3 separate regions of the Sus scrofa genome follow, and all the other regions are linked to region 1. Evidence: chromatin contacts called from public Hi-C and promoter capture Hi-C data. All regions are on one chromosome and are shown on one strand. The core of a region is the stretch at or near the end of the contact, and the rest is flanking DNA. Distances in the headings are between cores, read along the strand shown.

Evidence for each region. Promoter capture Hi-C pulls out the DNA fragments that hold promoters and counts their contacts. Hi-C and Micro-C count contacts between places; a contact is called where the count stands out from the background.
Region 2: a contact with region 1 is called in a promoter capture Hi-C map of liver, with 6 times the contacts expected there. The contact joins the promoter of UGGT1 here to the promoter of SFT2D3 in region 1. A contact is called at or near these places in 2 of 5 promoter capture datasets (fetal liver and liver) and 1 of 47 Hi-C or Micro-C datasets (heart right ventricle).
Region 3: a contact with region 1 is called in a Hi-C map of liver, with 4 times the contacts expected there. The contact joins the promoter of SAP130 here to the promoter of SFT2D3 in region 1. A contact is called at or near these places in 1 of 5 promoter capture datasets (fetal liver), 4 of 47 Hi-C or Micro-C datasets (embryonic fibroblasts, heart right ventricle, liver and 1 more) and 1 of 2 datasets of contacts at active chromatin or transcription factors (alveolar macrophages).

Annotation. Positions count from the first base shown.
Region 1 is chr15:59,642,007-59,644,869 of Sscrofa11.1, forward strand. SFT2D3 (vesicle transport protein SFT2C) reads right to left here and starts at 1,410. Exons shown (of 1, transcript XM_005671832.3): 1 at 1-1,410. The coding sequence starts at 954. The coding sequence ends at 295.
Region 2 is chr15:59,263,568-59,266,430 of Sscrofa11.1, forward strand. It overlaps UGGT1 (UDP-glucose:glycoprotein glucosyltransferase 1), which reads right to left and starts at 1,486. Exons shown (of 40, transcript XM_021075942.1): 1 at 1,236-1,486. The coding sequence starts at 1,293.
Region 3 is chr15:59,310,984-59,313,846 of Sscrofa11.1, forward strand. It overlaps SAP130 (histone deacetylase complex subunit SAP130), which reads left to right and starts at 1,418. Exons shown (of 21, transcript XM_021076325.1): 1 at 1,418-1,594.

The DNA of each region.
Region 1 (2,863 bases), core at 160-2,659:
CGTATCGCCAATTTAAGAACAAAATCTGGTTTTCACAGCACGTGCTATCGAGTATAGCACAAAACGCTGAAATCGAGGATCTTCCGAAACTGCTCAAGTCTCAGTTTTTAACAGCCGCTCAGCGTTTACAGATTCTCTGGCAAGGAGCATTTGCTCCGCGCGGTCTGGGAACCGGAGGTTGCAGTCCTCGGCTCGGCAGGCGCTGGGCCCCGGTGGCTGGCTTGGCGTGATCTCCCGACAGCGAGTCCCGGAGCAGACGATGCGTCCTTTCCGATGGCGCGGGCCCTAGGCCTCTCACACAGGTAGCGCCTTGGCGAGGGCGGCGCCCGGGCCCAGGCGCCCAAGAGTGAGGCGCAGCGCCGTGCCTGTGCCCCGGGGCAGCAGTCCGCAGAGCCCAGCCAGCAGCGCGGCCACCTGCGCGCAGGCGCCCAGCCCCGTGAGCAACGTACTGCGCAGACCCAGTGCCGCGTACAGCGTAGTTCCCAGCGCGGCCACGTAGAGCAGCGCCGGCCGCGACGGCACCTCCTCGCCGCGCAGCAAACGTTCGCAAGCAGCGCCGCCCCGCAGGATCATGCCGCCCGCTAGGGCCAGCACCGAGCCCAGGGACCAGAGCAGCGCGAACTTGCGGGCGCGCAGCAGCAACACGGGCGCGTAGAGTGCAGCAAGGCCGAAGCAGAGCGCGGCCATTAGCAGGCACACCCCGCTCGCCACCAGCCGCTGAGTGCGCGTCAGGCTTGGCAAGCACGTCGGTCCTGCTGCCGCCGCCGCCGGCTCCGCAGGGCTCTGCGCCCAAGTCCAACGCAGGCCTGCGCGGCCCAACCACGCCCCCGTCGCTCCGGCCCCCGCCTCGGGCTCCTCCTTCTCTTCCGTGGCTAGCAGTGGCTCAGCAGCCGCCTGCCCACCCGCTTTCCCCTGCGCCAGATACTCTTGTAGTTGGCGGTGGAGGTCCGCCATCTTGGACAGCGGCTCCTGGGAGGGGTGGACTGCCGCCCGCTTCCGGTTCTATTCAGTTGCTGTTGGAAACGGTTCGGCCCTCCAGCGGCTGTTGGTCGGCCATGACGGAAGGGGCGGAGCCTGAGGATCTACTGTCTTAGCAGACTACTGTGAAGCTAGTTCTGGAGGTTCCACTTGTGCCGGCACTCGGCAGTCTTTGGTACGGTGTAGGCGCCCTTAAGTCCTGGATAAATCGTGGAAGCATTAAAAGTTGGGGGGGGGGGTGAGTCTGTGCGGCTATGAAAGAACTTGAGGGATACTTAATGTATCTTGACCTAATGGATATCTGTATCCTGTTGAGATGTGCAGTAGTTTTTCCAAGATGTTGCCTTTGGGGGAAATGGGGAGGCTACTCCAGACTTACGTGTTTCTTATAATTACGCTAACCTCTATCTTAATAAATTTAACTTTTTAAAAACCTCACTGCAGGACTTTAGGTAATTTCTTTGGAAAAGCTACAGAGTTGAAGAGTTAACTGGCCACCCCCACCAATTTGCTTTTCTCGCATTTTAGCAGAGGCTTGGCAATATTTTTGAGTCTTTCAAGCGGCATGTCATGTATTTCTTGTCCACCGTTCTGTGTTCCTGACATTTCTGGGTCCCAGTTTCCTGACATGTCAGGTCATTCTGATCTTGCTCTCATCTGGTCTGAGATGGCTGCCTCTAAAGCCAATGGTAAGGGAAACTCAGTCTACAGAGTCTGGCTGTACTAGCGCCTTACCACCTGGTACTGGCTTCCCCTGGGTGACCCCAGCCGATAACAACACTCCTTTGTGCAATATGAAGAGGTAGGTATTAATGGCTTTCTGCTGTTGTTATCTCTGGATTTTCAGTCTGTTATCTGTATAACCAATTTTCCCCATTAAATTCCCATAACATTGTCTGTTTTCCTGAACCAAAACCTGGTCCACTTGTCCAATGAGCAAAGCCACTCTGACACTGTGTTGTGGTGGAGGAAAGAGCAGTGTGTTTTGCAGGGCACCAAGCACTGTGTCTCAGATGACCTGACCCAAGAGGCTTTGCTTTTTCTTTGCTTTTGCTCTTTTCTTTTCTTTCTTGCAGGAACAGTACAAATCAGGAGTTCTTGTCATGGCTCAGCGGAAATGAATCCAACTGTATCCGTGAGGATGCAGGTTCAGTTCCTGACCTTGCCCAGTGGGTTGGTTGCTGTGAGCTGTGGTGTAGGACGAAGATGCAGCTCGGATCCTGTGGTGCTGTTGCAGGCCGGAATCTGTAGCTCTGAATAGACACGTAGCCTGGGATCTTGGATATGCGGAGGGTACAGCCCTAAAGAGCAAAAGCAAGAAAAAAAAAAAAGAAACAGTACAATTCAGTTTCATTTTTTTTTTCTTTTTTCCTAGGGCTGCACCTGCAGCACATGGAAGTTTCCAGGCTAGGGGTCGAGTTGGAGCTGCAGCTGTCAGCCTATGAACCCGCATCCTCATGGGTACTAGTTGGGTTCTTAACCCTCTGAGCCACAATGGGAACTCCCCGTATAGGCTTTTAGGGAAGGATTTTTAAAGGTAGTGTGAGGGGAGGGTTACTGGCTGCATGATTGTGCTCATGCACATTTCTCTGAATGGTTGTTGGTGAGGTAACAGGGTGATGTTTTAGGAATCTCAGTCATCAGCCTTCTGATTCCAACCAGTCTGGGGTCTACATGCTGGTAGTGAACATGCAGTTAACTTTTTCCAGCTGATGGAGGTTTTATTACCCACAAAACCACTCAAAGATATGGCTCAGGGTATTGTGTATAGCCCTTGAGGAGGAACTAATGGTCCTTGACTTTGTTTTATGGATAAATTATTATTATTTTGTCTTGCTTGACTGCTTTCCTTTGTTCTTTCATTTTCTCACTTCTATGATAAAAT
Region 2 (2,863 bases), core at 236-2,735, 380 kb before region 1:
GTACCAATCTTTTTTCTCCATTTTTAAGTTGAAGAAAATAGCTACCAAATGCTTTAAAATAAAATTTTAAAAAAACCACTTGCACCCTCCAAGTAAAAAAACAGCCATCTGAGTTTCAACATGTATGACAAGAGCGAGGGAAAATATTAGGAAGTACTCACTCTTGAGAAATAAACTTACTTCTGAAATAATTAAACTTAATATACATTTATACCTTTTAGCAAAACTCATTTGCCCTGAACCAAAAACACCTAATTTCCAATTAAAAAGAGATATTGTATATCTGATATGAAAACGACCACCAGTAACTGGAGAAAAAGTCTAATAGAATTTTCTCCAGTTTATTTCCCTCAAGTTAAACATGCATTGTGAAGACGCCATGGTACTGTACAAAGCAATGTTTATTTCCTTTAATAAAAATGAGTTTCAGCTAAGTTCATCAAAAGCAAGTCAAATGGAAAGGCTATAATTATCCCAAATTTTGTAGTGTTGTCATATAGCTATTTAAAATGTCTTCAAACATCACACTACAATTGGACAGCCAAGCGCATGATGAATTTTTCCAAAATAGTGTAGCACAGGAAGGCATAAGACCCCACGACCTCCAATGAACAAAATATGCTAGTTCTCAAATCTGGCAAGAAATGCAAAACAATCTAGAGTTTCTGGCCAAAGAACATGAACAGTTCACACCCATAACTTATTGGCGATGTACGCAGATCTTACTCCTCTGGCAGGTCCCACACTAAAAGTGAAACCGGATCATCCAATTTCCAGCCAACGGATCCTCGTATTAAATGAAAACGGCAACCTATATTCAGCACCTGAATTCATTTTAGGGAAAAGAGAAATCTATAAAAAGTTCCGTTCGTTCTCCTATCGGGGTCCTGCAAACTGCTGGTTCTCAACCTACTTAGGGTCAGGCTTAATCTAAATGCATGTCAGGGCACTTCCCCCACCTGCGTCTGCACTTGAGCACATGGGTCTCCAAGCTCTTCTATGAAGGCTCAAAGGGGTAGAGAGAGCCTGCGGCTACCCTCGCACAAACGATACCTTGCCCAGAAGACACTGAGGGATAACTCGGGTCACTCGCATTGAGGGGGGAAGGTTGGGACACGGGAGGGGAAACTGAGTCAGGGAAGAAACGGAAGCGCAAGGTGACCGGGACACGGAATCGCCTCGTGCCCCAGACCCTCTCCTGACCGCGAGACCGTCCCACGCCACCCAAGGGGTACCTGTCACCGGCCGCGCAGCGGCGGCACACGCGCCGCCCGCAGCCCCTTTCCAGCCCATGCCGGGGCCGCGCTCCGTCTGCGACGGCACCTGGGACAAGGCCGGAGCAGGGTGGAGCGGGGTGGGGCGGGGCAGCTGCGGAGAGGGCAGCAGCTGCGCCAGTGAGCGGCCGACACGCGCCTTTCCCGCGGCTCGGCTCACAAGCCGGCCTCGCAAAGCTAAAGACCAGCAGCCGACCGCCCTTTACTTCCGCTTCCTACTGGCTGGAGTCGGAGGACTTCCGGCTACTGAGTCACGGCGGGGACCGCCCAGAGCGTCGCGCGGCCGCCATCTTACATCCGAGAAGGCCACGCCTCTTTTGTAGCTTCCAGCTGTTTAGTATAGCCACGGAGGCTCGGGTCTGCAAGTCCTGGGGCGTTGTTTAGGCAGGCAGCTAAGACCCAAAAGCTTCACCACGTGGTGCGACCGGAAAGGGGTTTCATACTTTTTGCAGATTGGGACTCGGAGGAGCTTCAAAGTCTACTTCCTTAAACCCTTTATTAAAAAAGCTGTTGCACAGTAAAGGACAAAGTGACAATGTTTTTGAGCATCTTCGACTTTATTTTAAACCTTAGATTTCGATAGCTTTCGTTCCAGGGAGCAAGGGAAAGGAAGATTTTTTTAAATTTTATGAAACGATTTAGCTTATTTTATACGGTCAGTGGCAACTTAATCTGCAATGATTACTTTGTCCTTTGCTTCTTTTTTTTTTTTTTTTTTGAAAATATAAATCTGTGTAAAATTGTTTTAGCATATGTGACATTGGGCAGATCATTTTAGCCGCCAGATATGAATACATCTTTGGAGGGTATTTTTTAACTAATAAAGTGAACTAGAAACCAAAAGTACATTAAAAAGTAATTTAAGAAAGTGTACAATTTTAACTGACTCGATTGTGGCGTACAGTCCTTCCCTTGAGAATGCCAGACAGAACAAGGACTAAAACACCCCCCTCAATTTGTACTGTGCTTAAGAACCTCTAGCTGACTGTTGGGTTTTCAGTTCCTTGCTGGAATAAAAGGAGTGCAGATAATTTTAAGAACTGGAAATGACCATTTTAAGTTTATTTCTTGAGGGAGATTTTGTGTTAGTGGCTGTCCATTGTGTGTTTTTTGCCCCTTTTCATGTGATGCTTTCCACAAAAAAAGAGAATTGTTTTCTTTCTTTTTTTTTTTTTTTTTTTTGTCTTTTAGGGCTGCACCAGCGGCATATGGAAGTTCCCAGGCTAGGAGCTGTGGCCTCCAGCCTTCACCAGACCACAGCAACTTGGGATCTGAGCCACGTTTGTGACCTACACCACAGCTCATAATAATGCCAGATCCGTAACCCACTGACCAAGGCCAGGGGTGGAACCCTTGTCCTCATGGATGCTAGTTGGGTTCATCAACCACTGAGCCACGATGGGAACTCCCAAGAATTGTTTTCTAATTCACCACTTTACAGAGCTTTTCACTCTCTGTTTTAACTTGGTCTTCTGCTATTGATGTATAAACACCACCAACCTTTGCTTAGTTAATAAGTGATAGTACAGAATTTCTAAGAAAGTTGAGTTTCTGTTTCGCTAAATTTTTCTCAGAAAGTTCAGTGCAAT
Region 3 (2,863 bases), core at 168-2,667, 330 kb before region 1:
GCCTCCATCAGTGGGTTAAGGATCTGGCGTTTCCACGAGCTGTGGTGTAGGTCGCAGACGTGGCTCAGATCTGACGTTGCTGTGGCTGTGGCATAGTCCGGCAGCTATAGCTCTGATTAGACCCCAAGCCTGGGAACCTCTATGTGCCACAGGTGCGGCCCTAAAAAGATAAAAGACAGAAAAAAATGCAGAAGAATGATGCTGTAAATTGTGAGAGTGTATTAAGCTACTTAGGAAGATAGTGTAGCATTAAGAGAGGGTCGGAGCCTTGGAGAAAAGAGAAGTATAAAACAGCTGAATAGGGGCAGAAGAAGAATCAGGAGAGAGTGTGGTTCTGGAGGCCAAGGGAAGACCATTTTAAGGAGGAATTCCTGCTCTTAAACTAAGCAAGGACCACTGAGTGAAGGTGAGTAGGTTAGTGGAGGGAGCAGTGTAAGAAGAGGCAGGAGCAGGCAGAGTCTAGGAGAGAGATGGCTAAAGTATATCACGTCAGTTACTTATAGAAGAAATGTGAGAAGGGAAGAGTGTTAGAAAGGAAGATGTCTTGAGAAAGGAGAGGGGGCATAGCCTTGAGCTGCCCTTTTTGTACTAAGAATGTAGCTGTGCACGAAAGGAAGAAGGGATTTGAGCCCCATTTATTTCCTATCGCAAAACTCCAGACTAATTTACCGTCTAGGAAGATTGGCGGAGGGACATAATCTCTAGTATCAGACTCATTCTGCTTTCGCAGCTTTGGCTAAGACTTCCACAGCCGTATAACTCCAACACTCTACCCCAAACAAAACAAATCACCACCACCTCCCTCCGCTTCTCCGTAATCCGGAAAGTCTGAGCAGGTGCACCGCGCCTGAGTCCTGCGCCAAAGGCACCTCTCCGAGCCCGCTTTAACCCGAGTGTGCTCGGCTCCCGGCCAAGTTCCCCACGCAGCGAGGCCAGTGCAAACCCGACTGAGTCCCTTCGTTTCCGTGCACCCGAGCCTCCCATGACGCTCAAGCTTCGCGGGTCATGGCCTCAATGGGGACATCAAGTCCCACACGCAGCGCGGAGAATCCAGTACAGTCCGGAAAACCCTCAGCCCTGCCTGCGGCCCCTTCGGTACGCTGCAGTCGGCCTCCATTACCCTATTCCCGCGCCGCAACTCCCTCGGAAAAATGAAACCTGGTGCCATCACATGAGGCAAAAGGGTAGCAGCTTTTCACTAGGCAAAGAAAAACGGCAGAACCGTCGCTAAATAGCTAAGGGGTGTGTTGCTTCGGCCGGGTCGCCAGGACGCCCCGCCCAGGCCCGCCTTCTCAGCACCAGAACTACCTTTCCCAGAGGCCTCTGCAGCCCCGAGGGGCAGGCCCGTCCGCTCTCCACTCATATTGAACGGTGATTGGCTTTCCCGGATGAGGGCGGGGCCTACCCCAGCCAGTGGGTGAGAGGCTCGTTACGGCGGCGGAAGCAGCGGCGCTGGGCAGAGGGGTGGGGGACCGAGTGCTAGCGCCTCGGCGGCGGCGGCGGGTCCTGGAGCCCGAGGACGTCGGCTCCGCAGGCGGAGAGCGCACGGGAACCAGCTCGAGGCGGCAAGGCGGCCACTCGGCGCAGCACTCAGGTAATGGCGGGACGTGCGCCCAGGAGGGGAGGGAAAGGGGAGGGGAGGAGACGAGGGGGCGGGGCGGCCGAGCCGGGCTGCAGCGTCCGTCCCGCTGCGCGTCCCCAGAGAAGGGCAGCGGTGCCTCGTTTTCTGCGGCGCGGACCTGTACTCTTTCGTGAACTGAGCACGGCAGTTGGGCCGGCTGCAGGGGCCGGGTGTCCTGCGACAAGGAATGGAAAGCCGTCGGGAAGGCTGGGCTGAGTTGGGCTTGGGGGCGTGGCGGGCGTGGGCCTTGGCGGGGAAGCTGAGAGGCCGGGGGAGCGCGGGCGGGCGGGCGGCCCAGGGAGTTTGGCTCCTGGAGCAGTTTAAAGTGACTCTCCACATCCGGGCCCTGCGCCCGCCGCTTTCAGACCCCGACCGAGGCGGGGCCTCCCAGCTCCCCGCCCCTCTCGCCGGCAGCTCTTGTCTTCCTCTGCCATTGGCTCTTCCTCGGGGGTTTGGGCTGCCCTGGCGAGGCTCGCGCCTGATTGGCTGGCAGTCGGCGGGAGGGTGGGGCGGGATCACAGCGCGCAGGCCGCGGTGGATTGGTGCAGGCCCTGGAGTGACGCACCCGGCGTGGGGCCAATGGGCGGGCGGGGGAGGTAGGAGCAGGTTCGGGGAAGAGGACTGGAGCAGAGCGGCGGCCGGGGGGCCGGGGTGAGTGGGGTCGGCGGGACTGGACAGCGACGGGCCCGAGGGGCGCTGCGGCACGAGCGGTCCTCGCGATCTCGGAGCCCAGCGCTGCCACCGCATTGGGTCCTCCGCAGCACCCCCGGCCCGGCGAGGTTGAATTAGGAGGGGCGGGCGGCGGCTGCAGGTAAAGAGGCACACTGGTCCTGGGGCTCCTCAGAACGCCTGCCCCCCTCTCCAGAGGATTCAGAGACCCGAAGTATCAGGAGACCTGTGTTCTCTGATCTCGGCGGTGGGCTTCACGGTGGGGGGTAGGATTGCGGGCTAATCAGGGATATCGGCAGAGCTTGGCTCCTGAGCGAAAAGTGGGGGTAGATTTTAGAGAAGGTGGTGAAGGTCTCAGTTCCTTTTGGCTGAGCTGGGGTCTGTGAAAGGGGCGGGAGATGGGGGGGTCGGAGAGAAATCTGTAAATGGAGCCTGTGCAGGATAGCATTGAAAATCCCTTTTGCGTCAGGTCTTGATGTAAGGTTTCTGATCCCGTCTTAGGACAGGGCTCTGCCTTCAATTTCTCCTGTGACACACTGATGACAATTCAATTCACCTTGGTATGAAGCTTAA